Linked DNA regions of Anser cygnoides: region 1 is linked to region 2. A link is a contact called in public Hi-C data. All regions are on one chromosome and are shown on one strand. The core of a region is the stretch at or near the end of the contact, and the rest is flanking DNA. Distances in the headings are between cores, read along the strand shown.

The links. A called contact is a pair of places that touch in the nucleus more often than the background predicts.
Region 1: a Hi-C map of liver shows a contact between it and region 2, with 2.7 times the contacts expected there. The contact joins the enhancer-like site here to the promoter of SOX4 in region 2. A contact is called at or near these places in 2 of 7 Hi-C or Micro-C datasets (granulosa cells and liver).

What each region holds. Positions count from the first base shown.
Region 1 is chr2:52,079,494-52,085,637 of Taihu_goose_T2T_genome, forward strand. All of the region lies in intron 9 of CDKAL1 (CDK5 regulatory subunit associated protein 1 like 1), which reads right to left. Among named protein-coding and RNA genes, the nearest start is that of CDKAL1, 230 kb to the right of the region's middle. Within about 2 kb of position 3,403, at least 2 of the 3 cell types and tissues checked have open chromatin away from gene starts, as enhancers often do. A contact at or near this core is called in liver, where this site is marked.
Region 2 is chr2:51,739,998-51,746,179 of Taihu_goose_T2T_genome, forward strand. It overlaps SOX4 (SRY-box transcription factor 4), which reads right to left and starts at 3,145. Exons shown (of 1, transcript XM_066992063.1): 1 at 275-3,145. The coding sequence starts at 2,312. The coding sequence ends at 969.

The DNA of each region.
Region 1 (6,144 bases), core at 2,153-4,652, 340 kb after region 2:
TAGTTGCTAAGACTTTTTAAGCAAGGTAAGCAGTGTCATCTTTTGGTAAAGAAGCGCTAACAAAAATGTTTCTGCAAATTGCAACTGCTTTCACTACATTCATCAGTCTCTATGAAATAATACAGCAAAGAAGCTTCCCATTGGGATATATACACCACTAAAATAAAAAGGTCTTTATTGTACTTTCTGCAATGATAGCAAGTAATATATAGTCAAAGAGAGCCCACCAACACTTGGTAAAAAACAAAAACAAAACAAAACAAAACAAAAAAAAACACCCTCAGAGCTTCAACAAAAACATTCTTACACCCAACATTCAAGTATAACAAAAGAAACCGGTGACTGGATAAAAAATAAAAATAAAACAGCCAAATAACTGGTTAGTAACTTTGCAGCCCCCTGAACCACAGCAATTTAACTATTATCACAGTAGAAACCAAGCTAGTACATTTTTTGCCACCTGACCTACACCAATACTTTATTCACAACTTACCTATCAGCCCAATAACCTATTTACACGGCTGCTAAGATGAAAAGGAAAAGAGTTCATTTCCCATATATTTTTCAGTAGTTGCAGAATTCAACTATAGATAATTTCACTTTCTTCCTGCTGGGGGCTTGCTTATTTCTTCAGTTTTAGGGCATATTTGCTCTTCAATACAATGGCAAATTCAACAGTCCCCTGTGTTCCATGTTAGATAGTGTGCATGATCCTTGGGTAGCTCAGTACATTTCAAAGTTTGGATAAAATAATTTGCACCTACAAATGGATTGTTTTAGATGCTAAGCCCTGCAGCTACCCCCAACAAACACCTCACAATGAGTTTTAGCATTTGCACAGGCAGATTATCGCAGTATGCTCCTTGACACAGAAGAGCTCACAGCGATTAAAAAAAAAAAAACGTGCCTTCCCCTTCTCCCTAGGGGTGTGCTGGATCCTGAAACATTAGCAAATACAACTCCATTATACGGGAAGGAAGTGGGAAATGGTTGTGCTCTGCAGGTGTTCAAAAATACATTTTCAGTAAGGGAGCAGATGCTTGAAAAGAAACAATTCAAGTAAGCACATGGCACCATAATCAGTCTTACTACTGTATTTGAAAGACACTGTCTTCCTCTCAAATATACAAGTTACTTGGTTTTGGCATCACATGTATTTATTGCACCTGCAAGTGCTTGAATATATTACATTTTCACAGCATTTCAATGTACTGTTTTTTAAAGCAACAGGACACAACAGATCACAAACAATGATGAAGAAATTACTCTCCTGGTCAGAATAAACCTCGACTCTTCACTTGGCACAGGGAGGTGCCTAAAATTTATTTTAATCCTTCAGGCTATTGTATATGTAAAATGCAATAAAATGTGATTAGCTTCATTTTAGACGGTTACAGACCTTAAATTGGCAATATAGACCTTATATTGCCAAACAATGGTTTCTTGTGAACATAGTCTGAGTATGTGAAATATCCAGCATTACAGAACACGTTTCATCTTGAGAAAGCAACAAACCTAGACAGAGCCAAAGTGCACTCCTTTTTAAACAACTCTAAGGAAAATGAGGTCTTTCACTGAAAATGGAAACTCAGCAAAAACAGTATCACTCAAAAGGTGCTCAATAAAACATCCATCTCAAGCAGAAAATCTGAAACAAAATTGTAAATTAAGTGGCTTAATTTTCTCACCAGCTAAACATATCAGTGTGTTTTTCTTTTACACATCGGCAGGACTGAAGGTTTTATAAGAGAGCACTATGCATGACCACTACCTTTAATAGAGTTTCATCTTCTACTGAGTACCAGAATTCAAGGACTTCTCAGTAAGGCACTAACTGCAAAGCTATGACCAAATCCCCAGTTAGTGTTAAAAGCATTTAAAATCTGTCAATTAAAAACTAAGGAACTAATACTGGGTCAGCAGTTCCAGCAGGTGCACCAAGAACTGAACAGGTCAGGAGACTGAGCTATCCCCTCTCTATTCCAAGGTGGCCTTTGCAGTACAGGAAAGAAAGGTACGACCAGACCAGAAGTCTGCCCTGTGTCACAGCATCTGAATCCATGCTGAAGGAGAGATTACAGTCTCCAACTGCCAACACCTCTCATCAATATTGGATCTTTGTGGGTTTTTTTTGTTCTGTTGTTGTGTTTGTTGTTTTTGTGTTTTTTTTTTTAATCTGCTTAATGAATTGCATAAGAAGCAATTATTAAAATCTGCTTAATATTTTACTCTGTAAACAAAACATTTTGTGTGCCTGTATATACAGCTTCTTTACATTAAAAAAAAAAAACAAACTTTTTTTTTTTTCCCTCAGACAATACATACTATCTGGGCATGTACTATACACAGTTGCCTTTACGCCCATAAAAATAAATTTTAACCTTAATCAGTTCCTCCTTCCTTTTTCACTTAGACTAAATAACCCCAAATGGAAAAATGGAAAGTTAACTTCCTTATTCTTCCCTTTTTCTTTTCTTCTTTCAAGAATTCTCTGGGGACTCTGACACTCTCTCCATCACGGCTGTTTCCTAGAGTAAAAATCAATTGAAGAGCAGCTGCTTCTTTCATCTATTTGAATCTCCCAAACATCCTAAACCATTTTTACTATACACTGATTGTTCAGCTCTATTTCCAATAGGCTTACAGACAAGACTATCAACTTTGAGAGCAACTACCACACTCTTTTCCAATGTGTTAGGCTATTAAAGGGATGTTGTGAGACCTAATCCAATTTTCAGCAAGTTCCAACCACACTTCAGCAATGGCAACATCTTGCTAAATCCATACTCCATTTCAAGAACTTCTGTTTCAAAAGTCAGGACAGCAGTTTGATTTTCCAGATGACTGTTCTGATCTGTCTAGGTTCTCACTTGCATCTGCCACTAGCACTTACTCTACCCAGGCTTACAACCTCCCTCAGATTTTATTTGCGTCCTGAAGAAGATCCAAACAAAGACACCATGCAGGTTTAGTAATCCAAGCTGCTCACTTTAAATGCTTTAAAATTATCCGTTTACAGTGCTCGCAGAAGTTCAAGGAAGCTCAAGAAAGAGAAAGTTTATTTTCACTTTCATTTATTCTTGTTAATTACAGTTATAGCTCTTTTACCACATTAATTATGTGCAAAAAATACAGAGTCACAACGATAATGAAAATTAGAAGGCTGAAGCACACACAATGAGTTCTCCTGTGGTTTATCTGCTCTCTTCTCTTGACTCTTCCCTAAACAGTACCATTTATATATAAACACTTTGTACACAACTATGCCTTCAAAAAAAAAGTTGTAGAAGGAGGGTGCCCTTTAAAAGTAAACATTTACTATGCCATGGTACTGACCTACAGTGGTATTTCCTACGCTTAGTACACATACTGCAGCAATATATTTGTATCTTAAATTTTCCACTGTAAATGTTTATCATTAATGTACTTCTGTTTCATAAAGGGAGGTAACAGCAAGGAAGTCTCTTTCCATAATCCAGTATCGATAACACGGTGATCACCGTCCTTTATTAAAACAATAAAGCACTATTACTTTCTATTCTATTCTCTTTACCCTTCAACTTATTGCTACACTGCCGCACGCTACACAAAGAAGTTAATGTTTTCTAAGTTAAACAACGGGCTGTCTGCTTATCTCAAAACTTAAATGTGGTGCAACTTCCAGCTACCTTAGCACAGGCACAGTGCCTAGCAACCCTTCGAAATGCGAGGGCTCTGGGTCCAAGTAGCGTTGCATGCATTAGCGTGAACGTTTCCAGTCTGAGTCGGCGCCGCCAGCACCCTTCCCCCTGCTGCCTGCTCGCACTGTGAACTGTGGCTCAAAACAGTGATTAGAGCCAAGCTGCAGAAGGAGAAGAGAAACAAAAAAGAAAACGAGAAAAAAAAAAAAAGAGCACATATTTGGGCCCAGTCCAGGAGGCCCACCTACCGGATAATCCCAGTTTACGTCCGACAGCTGTTTATACTTACCTGCGGTGCAGCAGGTGCAGGACAAAAGGCTCGTGCAGCCCCGCACCTGCCGCCTCCACCCCTGCCCGGGCAGCACCCGGCTCGGCGGCAGATGCTCGGCGGCAGATGCTCGGCGGCAGGCCCCAGGGAGCAGAGGGGCCCCGTGGGGAGCACCCACTGCCCTGGGCTCCTCCGGGGCGGCCGGGGAAGCAGCTGGTGCTCGGCAGGCTTTGCCGGCTCCTGCCGCTGCCTTTGGGATGGGGCACGAGTCGCCTGCACCTGCGGCTTCTGCCCCTGGCCCTCACAGCCAGGGGTCACACTACTGGCCCTGCCGCCGCCGACACACGCTCACCTTTGCTCCCTTTTGGGAGGAAAAGCAGAAAAAGCCAAGCGCTGGTTGGCGTTCGCGCACCTCCTATGACTGTTTTAAAAAGAACATAAGGCTTTGGGCCTTACCGTGCCCAAGGAGCGCAGGGAGCACAACTTTGTGAACAAGTCCTCTAGGAAAAAAAACAGTGCAACACTCAGAGGCCTGGAGATCCTGCCGTTCCTCATTCCGAGCCAGCCATTTCATCATCGCCATCACGATGGCATTCTGCTTGCTTTGGTGGCCTCTTACTGCACCGTCTGCCCAAACATTTATTTTTACATCAAGTATTACTGGTAGTACTACTTTAGAGCCAATAATACTTTCAAACATTTTCTGGAGAGCCATGATAGAGCCCTTGATGCACACAGCTCTCAGTCTTTGTCCTTTTACAGGTAAAACAAATGGACAGGAAGGAAGGAGCTAGGAGGAAGAAAGAAAACAGGGAAGTGAATGACCAGGCCTAAACACAACACGGTGCAGAACTGTCTAAGGCAAATACACAGGTCTAGGAAGCAAAAAATTAAAAAATGATAGTGACATTATGGCCACTTCTATGTAGCTCCACTGGATGATGTTTTCATCTACATTACTTAATGAACTAAACTGATTTCACACATGGATCTAAATGCTGGATAGACTTTCTTTTTTACTTTTTTTTCCTGAAAGTACACGCACTTATATCTTGTACAGGTCACCGAACAAACCCCTCTGGTTTTCTACAGCAGAACCATGTAGCAAGCTTCTCCAAATTAAGAAACAGAACCCAAGATCCTTTGATCCAGTATCACACACTTCTATCTGCTGAGCTTTAAAAGAACAGGATATATATATATATATATATACACACATACCTATTGGCTTTAAAGTTAAAAAAAAAAAAAAAGACACACAACCAGTAAAAAATGAAGCTCATAAAAATCCCTTCCACCCTCTGAACCATGTATAAGTTTTACGACGGGGAGCAGTAATTGTTTACATCCGCAGTTCATGCAGTACAGCAGTACATGTCTGAAAGGCAGTCAGGCAAAGTGGTAAAGGCAGAGACCCTTAACCCTAGCCCAGCCTGAAGTGCATTTGGTCAACTTGGAAGGTATGTTACTTATAAACCGTTATAAATCATTTTGGTTAGTCTTCTGACCCAAAATACGCAAGAGTATCATTACATTATTGATACACGGGGGGAAAAAATACACCTACAAAAACAAAGAAGACAAAAGAATATGAAAGAATAAGATCACTGTGGAAAAAATGAAAAAGAAAAGCCTCTCAAAAGCACCCAGAAAGACTTCTGCTGTTATAAGAATCCTATTAATCAAACCCTATACAAAAACACTGAACACAAGGAAAGAGAGCTTTTATAATGTGGTGTTAGAAATATGACAACTACCTAGTTCAAGAAGACACCTTAGTCCAAAGCAGGGTAATCAGTAATAATGCAAAATTAGCAACCCAACTATTTTAATATCGCATATAAGACTCAGCATTCGTGTAATATATTAGATGCAGCACGGCAATAACAATTACATTAACCATTGTTAATGACTAAGTAACCAAAATCAGCTGATAGGACGCATTCTAATCAAACTAAAACCAAATTACATTTGACACAGAGCACTTTAAATAATAAACCAAAATTTATCCATGACTGCAGTGAGAACAGGAGAAGATGGTAAAATTGTCCAGCAATATTTGATATAGGAACTACAAAATGCAAAAGAGCACAAGACATAATATTTGAAAAGAAATCCAGAAGTCATTTTCCAATTAAACCTGAATATTATATTCAGTTATTCATTACATTTGGTTTACATTTATGCATTTCACAT
Region 2 (6,182 bases), core at 1,895-4,394:
TTCAAACTGTTCAACAGTCTTACGGAAATCTTAAAAAGATAGACAGGATAACATGCTATATTAAACCCCACCAGTGAAATAATCCAACACCATCACGATTCTGAGTAAGAAGAAAAAACTACTTTTTTTTTTCCTTTTTTTTTTTTTTTGTATTTTCGCTTTTTTTTTTTTTTTTGCAAAAAGCAATCGCCCTCAACGTCCCCGGTACCACAACGTTACAGAAACTGTTCCGACTCGGTCTCTGTTTCAGAAGAAGTTTTCAGTGTTCTTAAAGTTTTCGGCCTTTTTTCTTTTTTTTTTTCCTCTCTTCACATATAGCATAAGGTGACTGAGAAAAACGCTGCCGTCACCTCATCGCGTACGTGCAAATCCGTTTCAGTTTATTATTATCTTCCCAAGCCGGCTCCCACGTTTAAGTCTGGCTCTTCTCCTCCTCCTTAGCCAGGCTCTCAGTCCAGCTCCGTCCCCCTCTCCTCCTCCCATCATCGGCGCCTCCTCTCGCCGCCGAAGAAAGCGGGACGGGTTTTCTCACCCCCAAAACGTGAACCTTGCAAGGGCTCGGGTGGAGTTTTGTGTGTGTTTTTTCTTTTTTCAAGCAGTTCCTCTCGCTCCTTTGCAGGAAAGGGCGAAATACTCGAGACATCCAGCACAAGGCATCGCTCCCCTCCTCTTTTGCACCAAGCGGGCGATAACAAAGGCCCCAGAGGTGTCTGCAGTCCCCCCTCTGTCCCCCCCTCTCGTCTCTCTTTTCGGGACAAAACATAAGAAAGGAAAAAGGTAGCTTTTCGCCGCCGCCAGCCTCTGGAGAAGCAGGGCCGGGCTCGTCCCTCGCAGGGGGTGGGCGCCCAGCAGCAGCAGTGTCCCCGGCCCCTGCCCAGCCAAAAAAGCCCCCCGAGAGCCCCGACGGGAAGGGCAAGTCCTCCCGGCACCGCGTCTGCGCCTCCTCCAGCTCGGGCCGGCCGCGGAGCTCAGTAGGTGAAGACCAGGTTGGAGATGCTGGACTCCAGCCAGTCCCCCGAGATCATCTCACTTACCTCCGGCGTGCAGTAGTCCGGGAACTCGAAGTGCGAGCCCGAGCCGGGCTCGAAGTTAAAATCCAGGTCCCGGTCGAGCACGGAGGAGCCGAAGCTGCCCAGGGACATGCTCTCGAAGCCGGGGCTCGGGTTGAGGTCCAAGAGGTCGTCCTCGAACTCGTCGTCCGACGAAGAGGAGCCGGAGGAGGAGGATGACGAGGACGAGGAGGAGGACGAGTGGGAGGACGCGGAGGAGGACCGCGCCGTCGAGGGGGCCGGCGACGAGGCCCGCAGGCTGGTGTAGCTGCGGTGGTCGGCGGGCGAGCCCGACCCCGACCCCGACCCCGGAGGCGAGGGGCAGGGGGCGCCGCAGTCGCCGTCGGGCCGGCCCGCCCCGCCGCCCCCCTCCTCGTAGAGGCTCAGCGGGTCGCCGGGCTCCGCCGAGCCGCCCAGCGTGGGGCTGCCGGGCACGGCGCCGCCGGGGGAGCCCGAGGAGGAGGAGGAGGAGGCGGCGGCGGCGTTGGCCGCCTGCCCCCCGCCGAAGATGTAGACCCGCTTCAGCTTCTTGTCGGCCGCCGCCGCCCTGCCGGGGCCCGACGGCGGCGCGCCCGCCGCCCCGCGGGGGGGCCGGCACAGCGCCTGGTGCTCGGGCGGCAGCAGCGCGGCCGGCGGCTCCCCGGGGAACGGGGCGGCCTTGGAGGCTCCCGCCGCCGCCTTGCCGTGGGGCCGGCCGCCCGACGGGGGGGGCTTGGGGCCGCCGCCGCCCTTCTTCGGGGCGGGCTTGGCCGCGGCCGCCGGCCCGACGGGGCCCCCGCCGCCGGTGCCGCCGCCCGTCCCGCCGCCCCCCCCGGCCTTGTCCGCCTTGTCGCCGGGCTTGGCCGCGCTGTTGCCCGACTTCACCTTCTTCCTGGGCCGGTACTTGTAGTCGGGGTAGTCCGCCATGTGCTTGAGGCGCAGCCGCTCCGCCTCCCGGATGAAGGGGATCTTGTCGCTGTCCTTGAGCAGCTTCCAGCGCTTGCCCAGGCGCTTGGAGATCTCGGCGTTGTGCATGTCGGGCGACTGCTCCATGATCTTCCGCCGCTCGATCTGCGACCACACCATGAAGGCGTTCATCGGCCGCTTGATGTGCCCGCTGGGCGTCTTGCACCAGCTCGGGTCGTCCGCCTTGCCGCCCGTCGAGGCGGTGGAGCCCGGCGTCGGCGACGAGGCGATGCCCAGCTCCAGACCGGCCCCGGACTCGGACGTCTCGGCGGCCAGCAGCGCCTCCGTGTTCTCCGCCGTGCCGCTCTGCTGCACCATGGCGGCGCCGGGGGGCCGACCGGGGCTGGGCGCCGCCGCGGCGCGGGGCAGGGCGCGCAGCTTCTCACGGCGGCCCCGGCCCGGAGCAGCCCCCCGCGGCCGCGGCCCCGCTGCCGGCAGCGCTCGCACGTCCACACCGGCTCTCCCCCTCCGGGCGGCGACGGCAGCCCCTCGGGGAGGCTCTTTATTTCTCTTGGAGTGTTTTTAGTTTTTTTTTTGGCTTTTGGTCTGTTTTTGGCTTTTTTTTTTTTTTTGGAGGGGGCGTGGGGGTGTCGGTCTGATTTTTTTTTTTCTTTTTTCCTCACCACCTCGAAGCTCGCCCCCCCCCCCTCTGCCCGCGGCGGCTGCTCCGGTGGCCGGGTGCCGTCCGCCTGCCCCCGGCCGCTTCAGGGGGGAGGCGGCGAGCCCCCGAGAGCGCCGGCTGCGGCACCCGTGGCGGCGGCGGGCGGCTCGTGCAGGCAGAACGTGGCCGTGGCGAGGGAAAAGAAAACCTCAGAAAAAAAATTAAAAAAAAAAGAAAAAATCAAAAAGAAAAATTAACAATAATTTAAAAAAAAGGCACGGAAAAAAAAAAAAAGCACGAAGGTGTACGTCCCGGCAGGAAGAGCGGCCAGCCGGGCGCCGAGCCCCGTCCTCCGCTGCTGCTTGCTGCTGCTTTGCTCCGCTTTGCTTTTTGCTCCGCTTTGCTTCGCTTTTCTTTTTGCTCCGCTCCGCTTTGCTCCGCTCCCGTCCGCGCGCGCGGAGCCCCGCGGAGCCGCCCCCCGCACTCGCTCGCTCGCTCGCGCCCCTCCCGCCCCGCGCGCGCTGCTCCGGCTGCAGCTGAGAGCGGCGCCCGCGCCCGCCCCGCGCCGCTTTATCCTTTCGCGGCCCGCGCCGCGGCCAATGGCGCGCTGTATCCAACGCGTCCGCGTGCCAAGCGCCGCCCGCCGGCCGCCCATTGGCCGCCGGCGCGGCGCAGCAGGGAGGGCGGCGTGCAATGGGAAGCGGTGGCGCTGACCTCATCGCGGCGGGGCGGCGCCGCGCGCCCCGCCCCGCCCCGCCCTGCCTGCACGTGCCCGCCCCGCGCCCCGCGACCGCCGCTGCCCGCAGCAGCAGCAGCAGCACCGCGCGGCCTTGCACCAGCCCTGCGGGGGCGTGCACCCTGCACCCGCACCCCATGCACGGCAACGGGGGGGGCGAGGCCGCCTTGCTCCCCACGGGCTGCACGCGCCGCTCGCCGGGACAGCGGCCCCGGCACGGCAATCCCGGCGGTTTGTTTGTTGGTGGTGTTTGCTGCACGCAGCACCGGTTTTTGAACCAAAGGGAAAGCACGCTCCGGGAGGGCTGAAAGTTTTAGGTGCTATGTGTATTGCATGTCACACATCTGTTCACATATTGCATGCATATCACACATATGTTGCATACATACCACATAACATACCACATATATACCACATATATACCGCATACATATTACCTATATATTAAGCGTTTCTGCAACAAAGTGTACGATAGCACCCCTGAGCAGCATTTCCAGCTGGTTTGAGAGCAAGCCTTGAATATTAAGGTGCCACATCGGACTTACACCATTGCATTGCCAAGGGCCAAGGGAAGCCGTGAGTGCCTGACACGCCACCCAGGAGGTCACCTGTGTTACTGGGAGTGCTTCCTGAGGTACCTCCAAATTAGTGCTTTGCTTGCAAAATCGATACCTAGCACTTCCTGGTAAGCACTGGGTGAAATGTTGCCTTCTGGCTTCCCTGAGGACACCCGGTGACACTGGTGAGTTTCTCACCTTTGGGCTTTGTGAGAGGCAAATTGTTCGATGCTCTTCCCCTCAGCCCCAGAGCTGACACGCAAACTGTTGCATCGCAGCCCAGCAGCTTCTATGGACAGCAGGGCTCAGGGTGTCAGGAGGCACTGCTGGGGCTATTTACACTCGTGTGTATTTACACTCACGTGCAGCAGCCTGACAAACTGGGCTTGGAAGAAGTCCTCAGCTTCTGGCAGCTCCACCTGTCAGCAAGGGCATCGAAAGGGAGGGATTTCAGTCCTCATTTGGCGTAGAAAGGTGAATTTGTTTAAACCACACAGCATGTAAGATATTCTTCCAGACAGATTAAAGCAGAACTAAGAACCAATGGGCAGAGATGTGGAAACAAAGAACTGCAGATAACATTTCCGTTAGATGTGTTATGGTGTGCAAGGTCTCGATGCCCCCAGTAAGATGACCCCCAGGTAAATTAAGTGCGTCTTCAAATTAAGCGTGGCTTTGGTGGAAGCAGCCACCGTGGTGTCAGCGTGGTTCAAGCACTGTGTGTGTGCGGGATGGACAGAGGTGTATTGGTTCCCAAATGAAAGCTTCCCACATTAGCAAACTCACCCTTTAGAACTCCTTGATGAAGGAATGGCAAGGATACGGCGTGAAACTCTGTTAAAGCACTTTGTTATGATTTCTTGGCCGTCTCCTTTTAGCTAATTGCTTCCACCCCTAATCCTCTGACTGAACCGAAAAGCGCCTGCAAGCTCCCTAGGTTTAAGCGTGGGGACACACCGTGAGCGTCCAGCTCCCATCTGAAACGCGCTTTTAGGATCACGGGCCAAATTCCGCCGCTTTTTAACAACTTGAAAGGAGGAGAAACGTCCCTCCATTTCCTGAGGGCTTCCCCGGCCCGGGGCGCGGCGGGGACGCGAGGTGGCAGCGCTGAGCCTCGCCGGGCCGGGGACCGCCGGGACACGGCCGGGGCAGGGCCGGGACATGGCAGGGACGTGGCCGGGACACGGCTGGGACACGGCTGGGACATTGTTGGGGGACGGCTGGGGTTTGGTGACAGGACCCAGCCGCACCGAAGAGCCCCGGGGGCCGTCCCGCAGCCCGGCCCTGCCGCCTGCCTCCATCCAGCCCCTCAGGGCGTGGAGCGGGGCGGAGGGTCCTGGGGAGGAGGAGGAGGAGGAGGAGGGGGACACGGCCCCCTCCCCCCCCCCCCCCCCCCCCCCGGCTCTCATTAGCCGCTTAATTAAACCAAGAGGAGGGCGGAAAGGGCGCGGAGGTGCCCGTGGGGTGCGAGCCCGCGTGGGGCCGCTCGGCGACCCGGGAGGAAACATCCTGGCTCATTACAGCGATTCCCGGGACATCTTGCTTCCTGACAGCCCCTGACAGCCGTCAGCACGGGGAAGAAAGACAGCGTCTTATATCCCTTTAAAAAAAAAAAAAACAAAACACCCGAGAGTATTTCTGTCTGCTGCTGAAATCCGTCTCCGTAACATATATTTTGCCTTGCCATTCTACGCTGCATTTTAAGGAGGTGCGCGGCAGTGAATTTGGCCTGCTTGAATTGCAAATGACAAGGCCAAACCAAAGGGACACTGTTAAAAACACCTTTCCCACCATCATTCTGTTGCCTCGTTTGATATAGGGGTAACAAAGTTGATGAGATACTAGCAATAAAGAGGAAAAAATAAATAAAACAAAACAAAAAAAATGGCTTTTAATATAACATGGTGATAGCCTATATTCATGATCAAAGGAGAGTGTGCCCAAGGATCACACATACACTGAGACATTAGCTGGGCCCTCCTACTTCATCCTGTTTGCGAGAAGCAAACCCCATTGTACAGTTGCATCACCCCAGCTCATGGGGTGCCTTTGCTCAAAGTGATTCATAAACACTTTGAACTCTCTGATTTCTTTGTTAAGAAGAATTTTATTGCTTGGAAGCGTTGTACAGGTGATATTATTTACTCAGGAGTGAAAATCTGTTGCCTAAAAATGTACGGTACCATTTCCTTCAAAAACGTCCATTCCCTTACATTGTACTTGAACACGCATAGATGTGCAGTGCTCCTGTTATGAGAACGCTGAGATGTTTCTAGCTCATTTAATACAATAAG